Regions from separate parts of the Oryctolagus cuniculus genome. Here region 1 is linked to region 2. A link is a contact called in public Hi-C data. All regions are on one chromosome and are shown on one strand. Each heading gives the region's core, a stretch centred on a gene start, on an enhancer-like site or on the middle of the called end of the contact. The rest is flanking DNA. Distances are from core to core; before and after follow the strand shown.

Region 1 (4,448 bases), core at 1,771-4,270, 52 kb after region 2:
CTGTTTTGACGCAGAGTCACAGCAGGAAGCAGCTAAATAAAACTGGAAAGCTCACAAGAGCCTTCCAGATCAGTGATTAGGGAAATCGCAGTCCATGCTTGCCCTGGGGATGCTTTCTGTTCCCCAGCCGAAAGCTTGCTTGGGGCCGCGTGGCCTTCCTTTGACTGGCCGCCACTGACGGATTGGCACTGGTGACGGGTGCTGGGTGTAGGGATTCAAGGAGGTGGTGCTGGGGGGAGCCGTGCACGGTGGCTGGCACACAGAGGGGCCTCCTGTCTTACCCTGCGTGAGCAGCCCACTCTATGCCAAGCTCTGCACTTCTACAGCTCAGTCAGGCCAGCATCACTACCGAGCTTGGTAGAAGTGCACACCTCCACACCCGTGCCTCACAGGGTCCTCAGTGGTTGGCACACTGGAGTACGAGAAACCCGCACGTGCACGCACCCGGCTGGGGAGATGGGAGTCTTGTTAACTTTGTGCAAGTAGCTCTCTGGGCTGACAGGTCCAAGAGGAATACCTTCCGTGTGGAGCAATGTTACTTAGAAATGACCTAAGTATACTTCACTCAGTGCATCCGTGCACTGGGGTCATTTTCAGCCGCTATGTGAAAATTCGTTTGCAGAGAAGTCAACATGGATCTACATACAGAGATCAGAGGACCTTCTTGGTGAACATTTCTCTTGATTCCATAATGCTCATGTTAGCTTATCTGTGGGCTTGTCCCCTAATATTCTCTAAAGCCAAAAGACATTCAGGAAGGTTTCCAAGATGTGTTTTAAAGATCCTGATCTGAACTGGATACAGACAGCTCTGGAGACATCATGCCATTGGCCTTAAGAAGCGTGGGGCTGACACAGTTTGTTTCTCGGCTGTTTGTTATGATCGTCTGCAGGAGCTGGATCCATGGAAGGCCAGAGAGGACCCAAGGAGGGCATACCTCTCAGCCCCTTCCAGCACCCCAGTGATTGGCTCCCTGGCTATCATACTTTTCCTCCTTGGAACTAAACTGATTATTCTAGAAAATGGCAGGCAATGCTGTGGCCTTGTAGGAAAGGGAGTTAGCACTGGACTCAAGTCTTAGATGTTCAACAGTTTGCTTGCAAGGCTGGAGGCCCACGCCCGCCTTAGCTGAAGTGCAGCAAGGTGGCCTCAAGCCCAGGGACCCCGCCGTGGAAACTCACGGATCATAGTAGTGACCATTGCTGCCCTGGATTGAAGCCCTCTGTGGGTGTGCTCACCTGTGCCAGCCACTTGCAGGTGTGTCATTTTGTTTCCTTGAGTCATAACTTTTCTATGCTGAAATGAAACCCATGGAATGAACTCATCCCAAGGCTTGACAAAGAAATGGGTCTCCCAGGACTACTGGGGATTTCCCAAGAGCTCACAGTTGGCTCCCCACATTCTGCCCACAGGAGAACCATACAGAAATCAGAGTCTCTTCCCTTCTTCCAGGAATGCCCTCCCTCCCGTGTTCCCATATCAGCCTCACACACACAGGAGGCTTTGCACACAAGAGGCTGTCTGAACTGTTCACTGAACAGCAGCCCAGGCTCACCCTTGAGCAAGTCCTTGGCAAAAAGCACAACCTGAGGCTAACCCTGTCCCCCTGTCTCTGAGAATCGATGCTTGCAAGTGACGGCCCGTGGGATACTCGTCTTCCAGTAGACAACATAGGAGAGAGTAAGAGCGTGATCTTCCGTGCGAGAGGACCTGGCGTCCCCACTCTGCCTGTCCTTGGGTGAATGACTTCACTTCATTTTCCCTATTGAAAAATGGGCATCGAAACAATAACGACCCTAAATAGGGTTTTGAAGAGGATTTGTTTATGTAACTTGGTGCCCAGCACCGAGCACGTGTTCAAAATGGCACTCTTGTCCCAGCAGACTTGGATGTCTCCCCTTTGAGGTTAGCCCGGTACCAACACCATGTGCTCCCCCGCTCCTGGGCCTGTGCGTACTTAGGTGTGGTGCAGCCCTGTGAATCAAAGGGATGTGTTCACTGAATAGAAGGCTGCTGGGGAGCTGCTCCCTGCATGAGGAAGCCGGGAGAAGTCCTTCCAGCAATCCATCTTGGAAAGATCGCTCTCCCCCTGAGGACCCGTTTGCTTCTGGTCTTGCGGACACTTGGAGGCATCTGGAACAGAGGTCAGCAAGCTGCTTTGATGAAGGCCTTGAGCACTCATGTGTTCAGCTCTGTAGGGTGTGGAGTCCGTGGTGCAGCCAGCTCTGCTCTGCTCTTGAAGCAGCCACACAGAGGATGTGAGTGGAGGGATGTGGCCGTGTTGATGCAGTTTCATTCACGGAGCAGGTGCCAGGCCAGCCCTGATGGAGACAAGGAAATGAGAATGTTTACGGATTTCCCAGTTCAACACTATCACTAAAGCTGAGTCAAACCCAGTCTTGCTTCACACACGCATGTTGTACACAACTACCTCCCTTGCTTACCTGTCTCCTCACCTTGATACTTCATTTGTCATAATTCCAGCTCCTGTTTTGACTTTTCCACTGTGTCTGTTTGTCAAGATCTGTAGTGGTTTTGGTCCTTTTTTTTTCTTTATATGGAATAGGACAGGACTCTAAATAATAAATGCATTAGTTGCATGTAGCTAGCTTAGAAGCCACTTCTGACTCCAAGTTCAACCTACGCGGTTCAGTAGGAATGGAGAAATACACGGTGCCCGGGTGGTGTGTGTCGCTGAGCTGTGAGCTCTGTGGCTTTACAAGTTAGTGTGGGGGTGCAGCTCTCTAACCTGAGATGTTGAAAGAAGTGGGGAGAGGAAGACTTCTCTAGCGACAGTCTCATTCCCTGCTCTCTCGTTGTTGTAGAATTTCTTTAAAATGAAAACAGCCTCTTTGGTTTGCAAGCTCGACCAACCCTGGCAGGAAGACAAATGATTTTTTTACAGTATCAGACACGCGGTTTCCTGTCTATGTTTAACTCGCTAGCAGAACATCTCAGCCAGCTGGTTCCCTCTGGGCCCATTGTGACCTTAATGACGTGGCCTCAGGCCATCCAGCGAGCCCATTCTGTGTGCTGGTCACAGGCCCGAGTGCTTTATTGACCGGCATTGCTGACGGAGAGTAAGGGAAGACTTTGGCATGCAGTCCCCGCTCTCCCAAACCTCATCTAGTGTTTGTGCAGCTCCAGTATCAGGGAGCTGGCTTCTTAGGGGGGAACTCTTCGTTCTTGCCTGAAAGACATGAGACGAATAAATGGTGCTCCGGCAGCTCTGGAGGCGTCTGGTCCTGCTGCCGTTGAACCGTACACTTCCTTCTCAGAATAGCTGCTGGCCAGCTGTGCCTTTTCGTTTCGAAAGAAACAAACCAGATTTACTTCCCGATCTAAATGCAGAAGGCAAAAATAAAGAAAGAAAGAAAGAAATGGAACTATGGTTGAGAAAAGTCGAGGAAGAGAATTGTGGATTTAAGGCCCAAGTCTGGTCGCGGGGAAATCATTATTTGAGGTGAGGCCTCCTTCGCAGCTGAGGGAGGCTTGGGTTAGCACGCTCTGAATCTGGCCACGTGCCCACGTGTGGCCAAGGGAACAAAGACCGTGCGTGCCAGAGAGCACTGTGACTCAGCCCAGTGAAGCGTAGAATGTGTGTGAAAAGGCGGAAGATAGAGCCACTTGGCTTTTGTAGATTTTTCTCTTTTTTTTGCCATAAGCAGCAAAGTAAACAAGGATGTGCTGAGGCCAGTTGTGGTCCCTGGTAGAGAACTTTGAGCCCCACTCTGAGTCATGGCACATGTCCACACTGTGGACACAGACTGTCTCCAGATCCGTCCACTGGGTGCCAGGCCCAGGAGCAGTGCGTCCCTCAGGCTGACTTAGGCTTGGTGATGCTGCTGCAGTCTCATGTCTCTCTGTGTCCGCCCATGAGTCTGGACAGATGGGGTCGACCGAGCTGTGCTCTGCGCGGGTCCCATTGTCCCCTCAGGGGAAAGCACACCGGGAGCCAGCTGAGCACTGGGAAGCTGACTTTATCCCCACCCATGACGGAGTCCAGAGGCCGCGATAGTTCCGTTTGGACATCTGGTTGCTTGACCTCTGGCAAGTCTCCTCTGATCCTAAATCACTTCTCCACGTTGCTAATTATGTGGAATCTCAATTTTAGCAGCAGTAATTATGCATATCTAAAAAAATAGTGCTAACTTTAAAGAAAGAATTCTTGTTTGCTTTTCTACTTAATAACTACACACACGTACACAAAGTACTTCAAAAAGTCCCTGAGAAAATGTAATTAAAAATAGATCTACTCTGCAGCAAAATATTTAGAAATCTATGCATAGTTGTTCCATTATCTGCATTTTTATGAACTTTTTGAAGATCCCTCATCGCATGGATTTTAAAAATGTTTTGCACCAAAATAAACTTTTAAAAATTCAGGTTTCCCGGAAAATTTTGAAATGCTTTCATTCACGTTCTTCTTGCCTTGTTGGGGGATTTCC
Region 2 (4,296 bases), core at 559-3,058:
GTTTCAGGTTTGAGAAACTCAATGAAAGGACCCCTGATGCAGGAAGAGCAGGTGGAAGACTCCTGCCCAGGGGGTGGCAGTGGCTCATTCTGGGTGGCTGAGGAGGCCGTGGGGAGAAGATTTCTCCCTCAGTCGTTCTCCAGTGCTGCGGTGGCTCCAGCTTTGGCAAGATTTCTGATGGCCAAAAAGATGCTCAGCCCTCCTGATGGTGCTGCACTCCCTCTGTCCTGAACAGGAGACTTTGGGACCTGATGTGTTCCTAGGGCACAGGCAGAGACAGCGTTGCTGCTGGAAGAATCAAAGCTTCAGGTTCCAGCCCCAAGCAGACTGACAGGGTCGAGTTTGGAGCTAGGTGTGTGTTGGGGTGGGGGGGAGTGGGGGTGCATTTGCCTTTCTCCTGGCGAAACTGGCACCTGCTTCTGCAAACTATCTCGCCCTCAGGTAAAGCAACTCCTTGTAGGAAGTGCTGGCAGAGTTGACCAGATGGCTGCACACATTATGTCTTTGAGACCTGGGGCTGGGCTGATCCCATGACCCATGATACAATCAACACACAACTGAAAGAGAAGGGGGCTTCTAAGAGCATTTAACTACCAAACATGTAAATCCAGTGCCTTGGACAAACCTGGGTGCCCTAGCAAGCAGAGAAATCTGAACGTTGACACGGTCCTGTTTGGCACTCTTAGGCATTCTACACACCCAAGGCCAAGTATTCTCTTCTGTCAGCTCCGTTCCTGGAGCGCAAAGGGAACCATTCAGGTGACTCCCAAGCCACTTTTATTTTACATTTTCTGCCAAACTTAAAAATAACGTTCTCCGCCATTGTCGCTCTGTGATGAGTGATCATTCACAATTATCCACCACCCACCTGCAGAGAGAGATGGCTCAAAATGAGGGGCAGTACAGGGGTGGAAAAGCAGAATTTCCTTCTGAATCGGGATCCACACCTTAGCAAGCCCCCCGGGTGCTCACCAAGCACATTCAAGCCTGAATGTCATCTACTGCGACACACATCGCACAGGGTGATGGCACAGGCACGCTGGTACTCACAGCGAACACAAAAGTTTCCTGGAACAATACTAATGAGGGGGGAAAAGCGCTCAGAATTCACTAACTGGCTTTCAGGACTGCTTGGAGTCTCCACTTGCAATTAGAAAGAGTGGCTCTCAAAAACCCAGGAACAAGCCAAATAACGCGGTGGGGTGGTCGGGGTGGGGCTGGGGGCGCTTGGTGGTGGGCTGAGGAAGGTGTAGACACCTGGCATGCACAGACTTTGTGAAGCCCGTGTCCTGGCTCGCTCCGGGGAAGAGCCCGGGAGCCAGGAACTCCTGGGCGGCGTGGGAGGGCTGCGAGGGGCAGCGCACACCCGGCCAAAGTCCGCGCAGGAGCTGGTCCGGGGGCCCTGATTGGCAGGCCCTGAGCGAGCGAGGACTGGAAGCAGGGAGAGAGCGGAGGCTCTGGGCGGCGAGAGGTCCTGCCCAGCTGTTGCGAGGAGTTTCCTGTTTCCCCCGCAGCGCCGGGTGAAGTTGAGTGAGTCACTCGCGCGCACGGACAGACTACACCCCGCGCGCGCACCCGCTCGGGCCGGGAGCCGGCCTCCTGCGCAGCTCCCCTCGGCCGCCGGGGGCCTCCGCCGGCTGCAGGCCCCCTCCTCCCGGCCGGCCGGCGCCACATCTGGCCCGCACATCTGCCGGGGCCCGCGCGGCTCGGGGGTCTCGAGAGGGCGCGGGGTGGGGGTGGGGGGTGGTCCGGGGAGGCGCCGTCCGCTGCGCTCTGGGCTCGGTCTATGACGAGCGGCGGGGTCTGCCATGGGTCGGGGGCTGCTCCGGGGCCTGTGGCCGCTGCACCTCGTCCTGTGGACGCGCATCGCCAGCACGATCCCGCCGCACGTTCAGAAGTCGGGTGAGTAGCGGCCAGCGCCGCGCCGAGGGCGCCGGGGGCCCCTGCGCTGCGCTTGACAGTCGGCCGCGGGCACTGCGCGCTGGGGCGGAAACGGGGAAAGTGGCCCGCGCGGCACCCACGCAGCCCCAGCGAGGGGAAAGTTGGTTCGCAAGGGGGCGCGGGGCCCGCGGGGGGGGCCCCTTTGTGCGAGCCGGGGAGGCGCTGTGCCGGCCGCGGCCCCGCTGAGCCCCCAGTCCCGGAAAGGGAAGTTTGCGAAGTTGGTGATCCAGAGGCGGCCGGGCAGAGGCCGCGCACCTGGGCCCTGGGCGATGCTGCGGGCCCCTCGAGGCTGCCCGAGCCCTCCCCAGCCCCCAGAGGCCGGTTAACCCCGGCTGGAGCGCCTGAAAGTGGCCCCACGGCCCGTCTCCCACCCATCGCCCCCTACGCGCCCCAGGCCGGTTCTTGGCCCCGGGTTTCCTGCATGCATGCCGGAGAAGCGGCGATTTGCAAAGGAAAGTTTTCGGGCGCTGGAGATGGACAGGTAGACGAGGCCTGCTGGGTTGCCCGGTGCAGGCGTGGGTGCCTGGAGCGAGACGTGCCTGCCTCCAGGGAGCTGACTCCTTTCTTTGCAGTTGTCACTCGGGGCCGGCCGAGCAAGGGGTGGCTAGGGTCCTAAATGGGCCGCCCACCTGATCGCTGTCTCTGGAGCTTTTTAAAGGGGGGGGGGGGGTAAAAAATTGCAGGAATTTGGTTCTTAACGACTTGTTATGGAAAGTGCAGAAGCCCCCAGACGTCAGAAGCTGGAATGTTTGCAGCTAGGAGGCACTTAGCCTTCTGCAGCTGGCGGCCCTGCTCCGGGGAGCTTCGGGTTTGGGCGAGCCCTGTCCCTTTCCCAGGCCTCAGTTTTCTCATCTGTAAAATGACGTGGTGGGAGCTGGATCGTCTCACATCCCCTCCATCTGTGACGTCTGAGCAGCGCCTGCACCCTCGCCCCCCCACCCCCCCGGCACCCTTGGGTGACTGGCAGATACTGCGCATCAATTTTGGTGGAAAGGTGCATGAAAGACCAGCTCGCCCAGAGGCAGGGGGTTTTACTTGCCCCGTGACACAGGCATGCGTACCTGTAGAATTGTCTAGACTAAAAGGCAAGACGCTCTAAAGGGTGCATTTCAAAGTATGGAGGAAGACCGGGAGCTTTGGAGTGTGTGGCTCGTACTGAGGGTGGCATGGAGATCTGAGTTTTTAATGGACTCAGAAGGAGCCCTGTGGCATGCAAAAAAAAAAAAAAAAAACCTTCTGACACAGATATGAATTCTATGGTTTATGCAATCACAAAGCTTTGCTCTTGGCTGCTTTCTTACACTGAAAAAACAGAATGTTCCACCGTCTCTGGTTTGACTGCAAACTCTTAAAAACTGAGTTATATTTTGCTAATAACTTCTAAAACACCGCTAATTTTCTGTCTGCATTAAAAAAAAAATCCTCGTTGAAACGTTGGTTCAGATGACAAAGATTAGCAGGCCCTGATTTTGTTAGTTAACTTTTGTTTACGAGGATAAGATTTATGATTTGCAAATTCCAGACTCAATAGTTCCGTGAGTCAGTTTCATTTCATCTATACACACACTTTTAAACAATTAGTTTAAACGCCTGCTGGCTTTTTATTTGGTTTTTTGAACAGTTGTGCAGAGCCTAGAGATACCATATGGTGATAGAATTGAACTTTCAAAATGGTTGCATGAAGGAATCATTCTGAATTTTATTCATTTGGTCAAATTAAATTTTTCAAAGATGGTTGAGGTCTGCAGACAGCTCTAGAGTGAAGATGAGCAACTTAATTCCACTTGTATTTTAATTTTCCACTGAATAGTTTCAAGACTGTTCTAACGTAATCAAAAAACCGTGAGAACATTTACAAAATATCTTAATGTAAGACAAAATATAAGAGTTGGTTTACAGCCACCTATTAGGTCACTTCAAAAACCTACCTTTGTTTCATAGATGTGGGCACAGAATTTCAGTATAAGAACAAATTTCGCTGAAAACTTTGTAGGAAATATTGTTTGACTTAGTAGATTCACCACTCTTCCTAAATGCTCAAAATGAAGAAATCACTCTTTGGGGGAAAGCTTTGAGTGTCTGACGACTCATAGATCTGAAGAACAGGACTTTAACTTTTCAGAGATTCGTGGTGTGGACTTGGTTATGGTAAAAGCGTCGCTGGGGTGCATATTCCTAGAGCCACTTGAATGGCGTGCTGAATTTGTCAGGGCCAGAGACTAGAATCATCAGGCCCAGAATCTGATGTTTGGTCTACTTGCTCTTTTCCCCATAAGGCACACTTGAACCTCTGCACCACTTCCTCTAATGACATCTGATTTTCACCGCGTTACGGTTTATACAAAATACGAGCCC

Evidence for each region. Hi-C and Micro-C count contacts between places; a contact is called where the count stands out from the background.
Region 1: a Hi-C map of an unstated tissue shows a contact between it and region 2, with 2.6 times the contacts expected there. The contact joins the enhancer-like site here to the promoter of TGFBR2 in region 2. A contact is called at or near these places in 2 of 6 Hi-C or Micro-C datasets (psoas muscle and an unstated tissue).

The regions. Positions count from the first base shown.
Region 1 is chr4:167,272,636-167,277,083 of mOryCun1.1, forward strand. The region is part of intron 3 of TGFBR2 (transforming growth factor beta receptor 2); the gene reads left to right. Among named protein-coding and RNA genes, the nearest start is that of TGFBR2, 51 kb to the left of the region's middle. Within about 2 kb of position 3,021, at least 4 of the 8 cell types and tissues checked have an H3K27ac peak or open chromatin away from gene starts, as enhancers often do.
Region 2 is chr4:167,222,030-167,226,325 of mOryCun1.1, forward strand. TGFBR2 (transforming growth factor beta receptor 2) reads left to right here and starts at 1,809. Exons shown (of 7, transcript NM_001177748.1): 1 at 1,809-1,902. The coding sequence starts at 1,809.